Regions from separate parts of the Mus musculus genome. Here region 1 is linked to region 2. A link is a contact called in public HiChIP or PLAC-seq data. All regions are on one chromosome and are shown on one strand. The core of a region is the stretch at or near the end of the contact, and the rest is flanking DNA. Distances in the headings are between cores, read along the strand shown.

What was found. HiChIP or PLAC-seq counts read pairs in DNA pulled down with a chosen protein or histone mark.
Region 1: a contact with region 2 is called in a BATF HiChIP or PLAC-seq map of CD8 T cells, with 12 read pairs. The contact joins the promoter of Poglut3 here to the enhancer-like site in region 2. A contact is called at or near these places in 3 of 39 promoter capture datasets (the 3T3-L1 cell line, frontonasal cranial neural crest and hippocampal neurons), 1 of 15 datasets of contacts at CTCF or cohesin (CD8 T cells), 2 of 484 Hi-C or Micro-C datasets (Th1 cells and uterus), 2 of 115 datasets of contacts at active chromatin or transcription factors (CD8 T cells and embryonic stem cells) and 3 of 9 other capture datasets (adipose tissue, liver and pancreatic islet).

What each region holds. Positions count from the first base shown.
Region 1 is chr9:53,382,208-53,385,609 of GRCm38.p6, forward strand. Poglut3 (protein O-glucosyltransferase 3) reads left to right here and starts at 1,816. Exons shown (of 8, transcript NM_212445.2): 1 at 1,816-2,079. The coding sequence starts at 1,893.
Region 2 is chr9:53,450,583-53,453,826 of GRCm38.p6, forward strand. It overlaps Atm (ataxia telangiectasia mutated), which reads right to left. Exons shown (of 63, transcript NM_007499.3): 53 at 2,950-3,088; 54 at 2,771-2,853; 55 at 967-1,107; 56 at 1-52. Among named protein-coding and RNA genes, the nearest start is that of 4930550C14Rik, 47 kb to the left of the region's middle. Within about 2 kb of position 1,784, at least 10 of the 459 cell types and tissues checked have an H3K27ac peak or open chromatin away from gene starts, as enhancers often do. A contact at or near this core is called in CD8 T cells, where this site is marked.

The DNA of each region.
Region 1 (3,402 bases), core at 566-3,065, 68 kb before region 2:
CTGGCTGTCCTGGAGCTCACTTTGTAGACCAGGCTGGCCTCGAACTCAGAAATCTGCTGGGATTAAAGGCGTGCGCCACCACGCCCGGCTTCTATTTCAAGTGTTATATAATTTCTTAGGCACTATCACCTAGAGCCAGATAACCCCCGACTCACTTCTCTGGGAAAAGGAAATTTAAGTTCAATTTTGGCAGGGTGTAGATAAAATGTGTTTACACAGGTTTTGTGTGTGGGTATTTATTGTGTGTGGTGGTATTTATTTATGTATAAATGCTAGCTGGAGCAGAGCAGAGTAGGCGTTCCATCAAAGCATGCAAACGACCCCAGGAAACAAGCCATTGGAAATCACACTAAGTTACACTACACTGCTGCCCTGCAATTTACAAGTGACTTATTCCCAGTTCCTAATGATGCGTCTAAAGAGCGCTGTCTATAACGTCCAGGGGCTAACCTGAGACCCCAGCGCTGTAGAGTGCATATGGGCATCTGCCGATTTCTTCCTGCTGGCCTCTATACTCGCCTATGATTGGTAATTGGGTTGGTGACCTGGGCCGGAGCTCAAAATGCTCAGGAGCCCAATTAAAGCCTGGGGCCTGGTTCTGATAAGCTCTGGGTTGAGATCTACCAGGAAGATCTCTGCCCATTCTGCAGGATGAATTCTTCCAGATTTCTCATCCTGGGAAGAATAATTAGTTCCTAAAACTCAGATAAAAAGAAAAAATAATTAGCAAGAGTGAACAAACGGGGGCTGTGGGGCTGTTCTTCCCGGCTCTTGATGCTCAGGAGTGGGGTGCCCAGGGCATAGTGGGCAGGGAAGGATAGGTGCCCAACTCTACTGAGACGCTTGCCCAGACCCTGCCTTCTGCTGCCCAAGTGCCCTACACAGGAAACACCGAAAGATAAGGGACTTCAGGGTAGTAGGCTGCCAATCACAAATATACGGAACAGGTGGGCCGGTGTGTGAACAAAGACTAGGGGAATTCCTCACAGGGAAGCTATTCCTCTTGTTCCACTGTGGCACTGGAAACCAAACCCTGATGTGCATTTATAATAAGCCATGTTTCCAACCCTTTTCTGTCTGGGTGTAGTGCACACCTTTGATCCCAATACCTGGGACACAGAGGCAGGTGGATGACAGTGAGTTAAAGATCAGCCAGTCTATATACATATATAGAGAGTTCCAAGGCAGTAGGAGATACATAGGGAAAACCCCAACTCAACCAGTTTTCTCCACAAGGCAAGGTGGCTTGGCTTACACACCTTTAATTTCCCTCTACTGGAGGAGGCTGGGGTGGAAGGATTGTCATCAGTTCAAAACCAGCCTGAGATACAGAGGGAGACTTCCTTCTCAAAAGGAGAAACAATAAAATATAGAAGAAGAAAAGGGGGAGGAGGAGGAGGAGGAGGAGGAGGAGGAGGAGGAGGAGGAGAAGGAGAAGGAGAAGGAGAAGGAGAAGGAGAAGGAGAAGGAGAAGGAGAAGGAGAAGGAGAAGGAGAAGGAGAAGGAGAAGGAGAAGGAGAAGGAGAAGGAGAAGGAGAAGGAGAAGGAGAAGGAGAAGAAGAAGAAGAAGAAGAAGAAGAAGAAGAAGAAGAAGAAGAAGAAGAAGAAGAAAAGAAGGAAGAACAAGAAAAGGAAGAACAAGAAGAAGAAAAAGAAAAGAGGTAACAATTTTAAAACAAGCACACCCTGCCTTTCTCCAGACTGGCAAACTCAGGCAACTAGTGTAGGGATGACTAGGAGCGTAAGGCCTGGGCGCGGTACACGAGCCAGTCGGGGTCCGGGCGCGCGCCCGGCCCGCCCGGGGCGGCTCTAGCCAGAGGCCCGCCCTCGGGTGTCCCCTCGGCCCGGCGCTCCAGCTCCTCCCTGGCCAGCGGAGCTGAGAGCCGGCGACCATGCAGGCCCTGCCGCTGGGGCTGCAGCTCGCCCTGCTGGTGGCGGCGGGGGCCGGGGCGCGCGTGAGCGCACCGCGGAGCCTGGCGTGGGGCCCTGGGTTGCAGGCCGCCGCCGTCCTGCCCGTGCGCTACTTCTTCCTGCAGTCGGTGGACTCGGACGGCCGGAACTTCACTAGCTCGCCGCCAGGTCAGCGCCCGTTGCCGTCCCCGCGCGTCCCTGTCCCCACACGTGGCCATCTCCCCACTGCGGGTGTCGTCTTCTCTCCCCTCCCATCGGCGTCCCTTCCCTCCTCCCTGACACCCACGGGGGCGGGAGGTGCCACTCAGGACCGTTGGGTGACTAACTCCAAAGGCTGGGCCACAGGTCCCGCCCGGTGACAGATGTAAGGGTAAGTAGAGTAAACGGCGCCTGTGGGGTCCCACGGAGCGCAGTGGTGCCATCACGTGATGCAGATGGCCCTTCCTGGCCTGCAGGGCGCGCCTTCCTCCCTCCCTCAGCAGCCCACTCTTCTTAGGCCCGCAGTGCAGACCACGCGAAGCAGGGAAACTTCCTAGAACCGGAGAAGGGAGGCGCTTGTCTTGAATCTCAGCAGGGCCCTCCTCCCACATCTGATTGCTTCTCTGGACTTGTCCAGCTGGTTTCAACTTGTTGCCAGTCAGGATTTGCTAATTTGTGTCTAAATGTAAGGCTGCTCCCATCTGGCGTCCTGTTTTGCCTGCAAAGAGGCAGAGAACTCCTTGGCGTCCTCCACCGAGCAAACGGGAATTTCACGTACTTAGAAGTCACGTGTATATGGTAATCCTGGAGTAAAAAAGAGGATGGCAATGTCTGCCTATCGAAAACTTAAGACTCTGCTGAGAAAATAGATAATAAGCAACCTGCCTATCAGGGCAAAGCACAGTTGCTGCAATTGGATTTCTGCAGCCTGGTGTAAACATTAAAGAACTGCCAATAGGTCCAAGGGAGTCTGGGAAGCTTCAGGAGTGCGGGTTTGGAGGCTGAGAGGGGTTTCTAGACTGGCTTGCAGCCGCGCAAAAGCAGAGAGCGCGAGGATCAAGTGTTGAGAACAGGAGTCTGTGGAACATGGTTCAGATTCAAACCGTGTTATGGTGTATCTGCAGTTCTGTAATAAATAAATGAACCCAGATAAGCACTCATGTGGTTACAGCAGGAGAGTAAGGATCCCCCCCCCCCATTTTAAAAATCTTTTTCCCCAAATAAAATGTTCTGCAAAGATTATTCGGATATGTGTGTGTTTGTATATGCCACTTGTGAGCTGGTGCCTATAGAGACCAGAAGAGAGCACTGGATCTGCTGTAACCATAGTTCTAGACACTTGTGAGCCACCTAATATAGTTGCTGAGAACATGAGTCCGCTGGAAGAATAGAAAGCACTCCTAACCACCACCGAGCCAGCTCTCTAGCCCCAATACATCATAATGTTTTTATAATGAGAAAAACATATCTTTTAGAAATTGCAGTGCGTGAGTGGATCCTGGTGTGTCCGTG
Region 2 (3,244 bases), core at 534-3,033:
ACATCTGGAAGACCTGCTGCATGACAGCATCTTGCCTCAGGTCATCACGGCCCTTCAGAACAACCAGACATGAACAGGCAGAGTTTACTTTATTATAAGCACAGAGTCATCTAAGAAAAGGCAGAACTAGTCAATCTGAGTTTCTACACTCATCTTCAGAATGTCTTGAATAATTAATACCTACTGTCATTTTTCACTTAGAAAAAAAAAAAAAAACAAAACCTATGAAACTGGGAAGCAGATTGATACAAAGGCCAAGTTCCTCTTAGCTGCTTCTCTAATAACTAAACTAACTCCTTCAACTGAAGGCACAATACAAAACACCCAAATAAAGTAATCTTTCATTTCTCTTCTATTTTCAGCAAGACTCCAAAAGCACCTAAGCAGCAATGCAAAGCAGGGAGTGCTGCTACTTCTCAGGAGCAAGTGGCACTGTGTCAGGCCCGGGATATTGAGTACAGGCCTTAAATTGTTCTAATCCCCACCATAAGCCTTTTTTACAAGTAAGCTCATAGCGTGTGCAATTCTTTCTCTTGAATCAACTGTGCAAGAGCCTGCTAAGCCCAGTACTGCCGACTTACAGTCTCAGCTTCTCCAGAGGCTCAGGTAAGAGGGTCTTAAATTCAAGCCCCGCCCAGGGAGCTTAGCAAGACCCTGTGTCAAATAAAACCTAAAGGAGAGCTGGGATGTAACTCAGAAGCAGATGAGCATGAGCGAGGCCCTGGTTCTAATCCATAATAGCAGGACACAAAAACAAAAATTACAGTCTTTCAGAGAAGACACACAATTCTAAAAAGCAGTTTGATTCTATCACACTGTATTTCTACTTCAAAAATGTTTTCTACCTGTCATTATTCAGGATAAAGCTAGATCCAGACAACCAAATGAGGTAAGAATTAAATATCCTGCTGTTGATGTTGATGGCATTAATCCTCTGAAGACTATACCAGAAACAGGAAGTCTTACCTTCACAAGCTGTCTCCTTTCCTTGCCATCAGAACCCACACAATCTATTATTTTGGGTAAATTTAAGCCTCCAGCTAAGCGAAATTCTGTTTTAAATGATTTTATAGTCACCAGATTTTCATACTCTCCTGTGGGATCAACCTAATAAATGATGATAAATAATTATTATAGGTCAGACAAACAAAACAGGAGAATAACTAATGATAAACAGTAAACAACCACAAATGATAACTCTGCTAATTAACAGCTGGGTTTCTAATTTCTAATTTGTTTAATTCAAGTTAGAATTAATGACACTGATAGATTTTTATTACGTTTGCTTATTTACTTGGTGTGTATGTGTGTGTATTTGGGTGACCACACATATGTGTCACCATGCTGGTACCCAGGCAGAGCTCTGGTTTAAATGATTGGCAGCAAGTGTCTTTACTTGCTGCCCAGATTTTTAAAATTACATATAACACAGTTTACTTTCTTAAACATCTTTTCATAAATCTTCAGCATTTTAAGTCAATTAAATAGTACTGCTGAAAAACTACTGAAAACTAGAACTTAGTTGTTATTTACATATGTTGAAAAAAATCTAAGGAATTATTTAATTCACAAGAGTATCATGTAAAATTTTAAAAGAGGAAATATTCAGCTAAACCACATAGCCTGTATCTGTTAACCTGCATGATGCAATAATGGGTCAAACTCAGTAACAAGAACACTAATCTTAGTGTACACATTGGAAGGAGAAAGAGAGCTGTACCATGGACCTAACGCATCAGCTTCTAAAATGGTAACCTTTAGTGTTACACACATCCTGCCCACATGGTACTTCTAGGAATAAAAGATCACTATGAATAGGTGTTTAGTACGTATACACAGCAACTTAGAGGTACCATAACACCTACTGTTTTACTAAATAATATAGTTACATCACAGCCAATACATCCCAGTGCATACTGAATGACTAAAAACCAAAACGGCGACAACAAAAATGATGGAGTGGTGTTGCCCACCCGCAAACCAGAGGTAGAGTGTTCCATCACCATGGGCATGAAACACACCCACACACTGAGAAAGAATAATACAGAGAAAAACAGTGAACGGGACACAGGTCTGTAGTCCCAGGTACTCAAAAGACAGAGAGGAGGATGGTCAAGTTCTAGTCTTGCTTCAATTACAGAGCAGGTTCATAGTCAACAAAGTGAGACCCTGCCTTAAACGTATAAAAAAGGCTTCCCCAGTGCATAATAGGTTCAGTCCCTAGAGTTAAAATAACAATAAGAGATAACAGGAAAGAAAAGAAGGGAGGGAGGGAGGGAGGGAGGGAGGAAGGGAGGAAGGGAGAGAGAGAGAGGTGGGGGAAGGGAGAAAAAAAGAAAGAAAAAAATCTAATGGACAACCTATAGGTAGAAAGATATGAAACTACAATAATTAGCCATTTGGACTGAAAAAAAATCTACAAATAATTTAATCTACTAATGTGTAATTTAGTCTTATTTTTTTTTAAAGATTTATTTATTTATTATATGTAAGTACACTGTAGTTGTCTGCAGACAGGCCAGAAGAGGGAGTCAGATCTTGTTACAGATGGTTGTGAGCCACCATGTGGTTGCTGGGATTTGAACTCCGGACCTTCGGAAGAGCAGTCGGGTGCTCTTACCCACTGAGCCATCTCACCAGCCCGTAATTTAGTCTTATTAAAAATCAAGAGTTAACCGTCTTCTGGAGTGTCTGAAGACAGCTACAGTGTACTTAGATATGATAAATAAATAAATCTTTAAAAAAAAATCAAGAGTTAATAGTAAATTACCTTAATTTCCATAGTGGGAACAACAACATCTTCTAAATTCTTCAGTTTAGTGATTGGCTGGTTGGCTGGAATATTGATGCCTTCTACGTTAAAAATAAATAGATTTTAGTGACAGCTGTAAACGGAGGACTATCACTGCAGGTCAAGCTGGACAGCGGCAGTGGTACTTTCACACATACTTCTCTGAGCCCTCCACTGAGAGGCGTCCATGTTTGCCAAGATGATGTAGGCATCGCAGAGCGCCTCCATGTCCTTCACCATCTTACATCGCTTACTTCTGATGGAGTGGATGATTCTGGTTGCAGCCTCTGTTCGATCCTACCATCAACAACAAAGAACAAGACCCACTAAACATTTAAGTTTCTTGGAGCTATACAAAGAGAATCCATGCACAGATCTAGACAACGAAAGGACTATAATTCCTCAGATGCAAACAAAACACCCACTCAGGGAATGAAATACACACATAAAAAA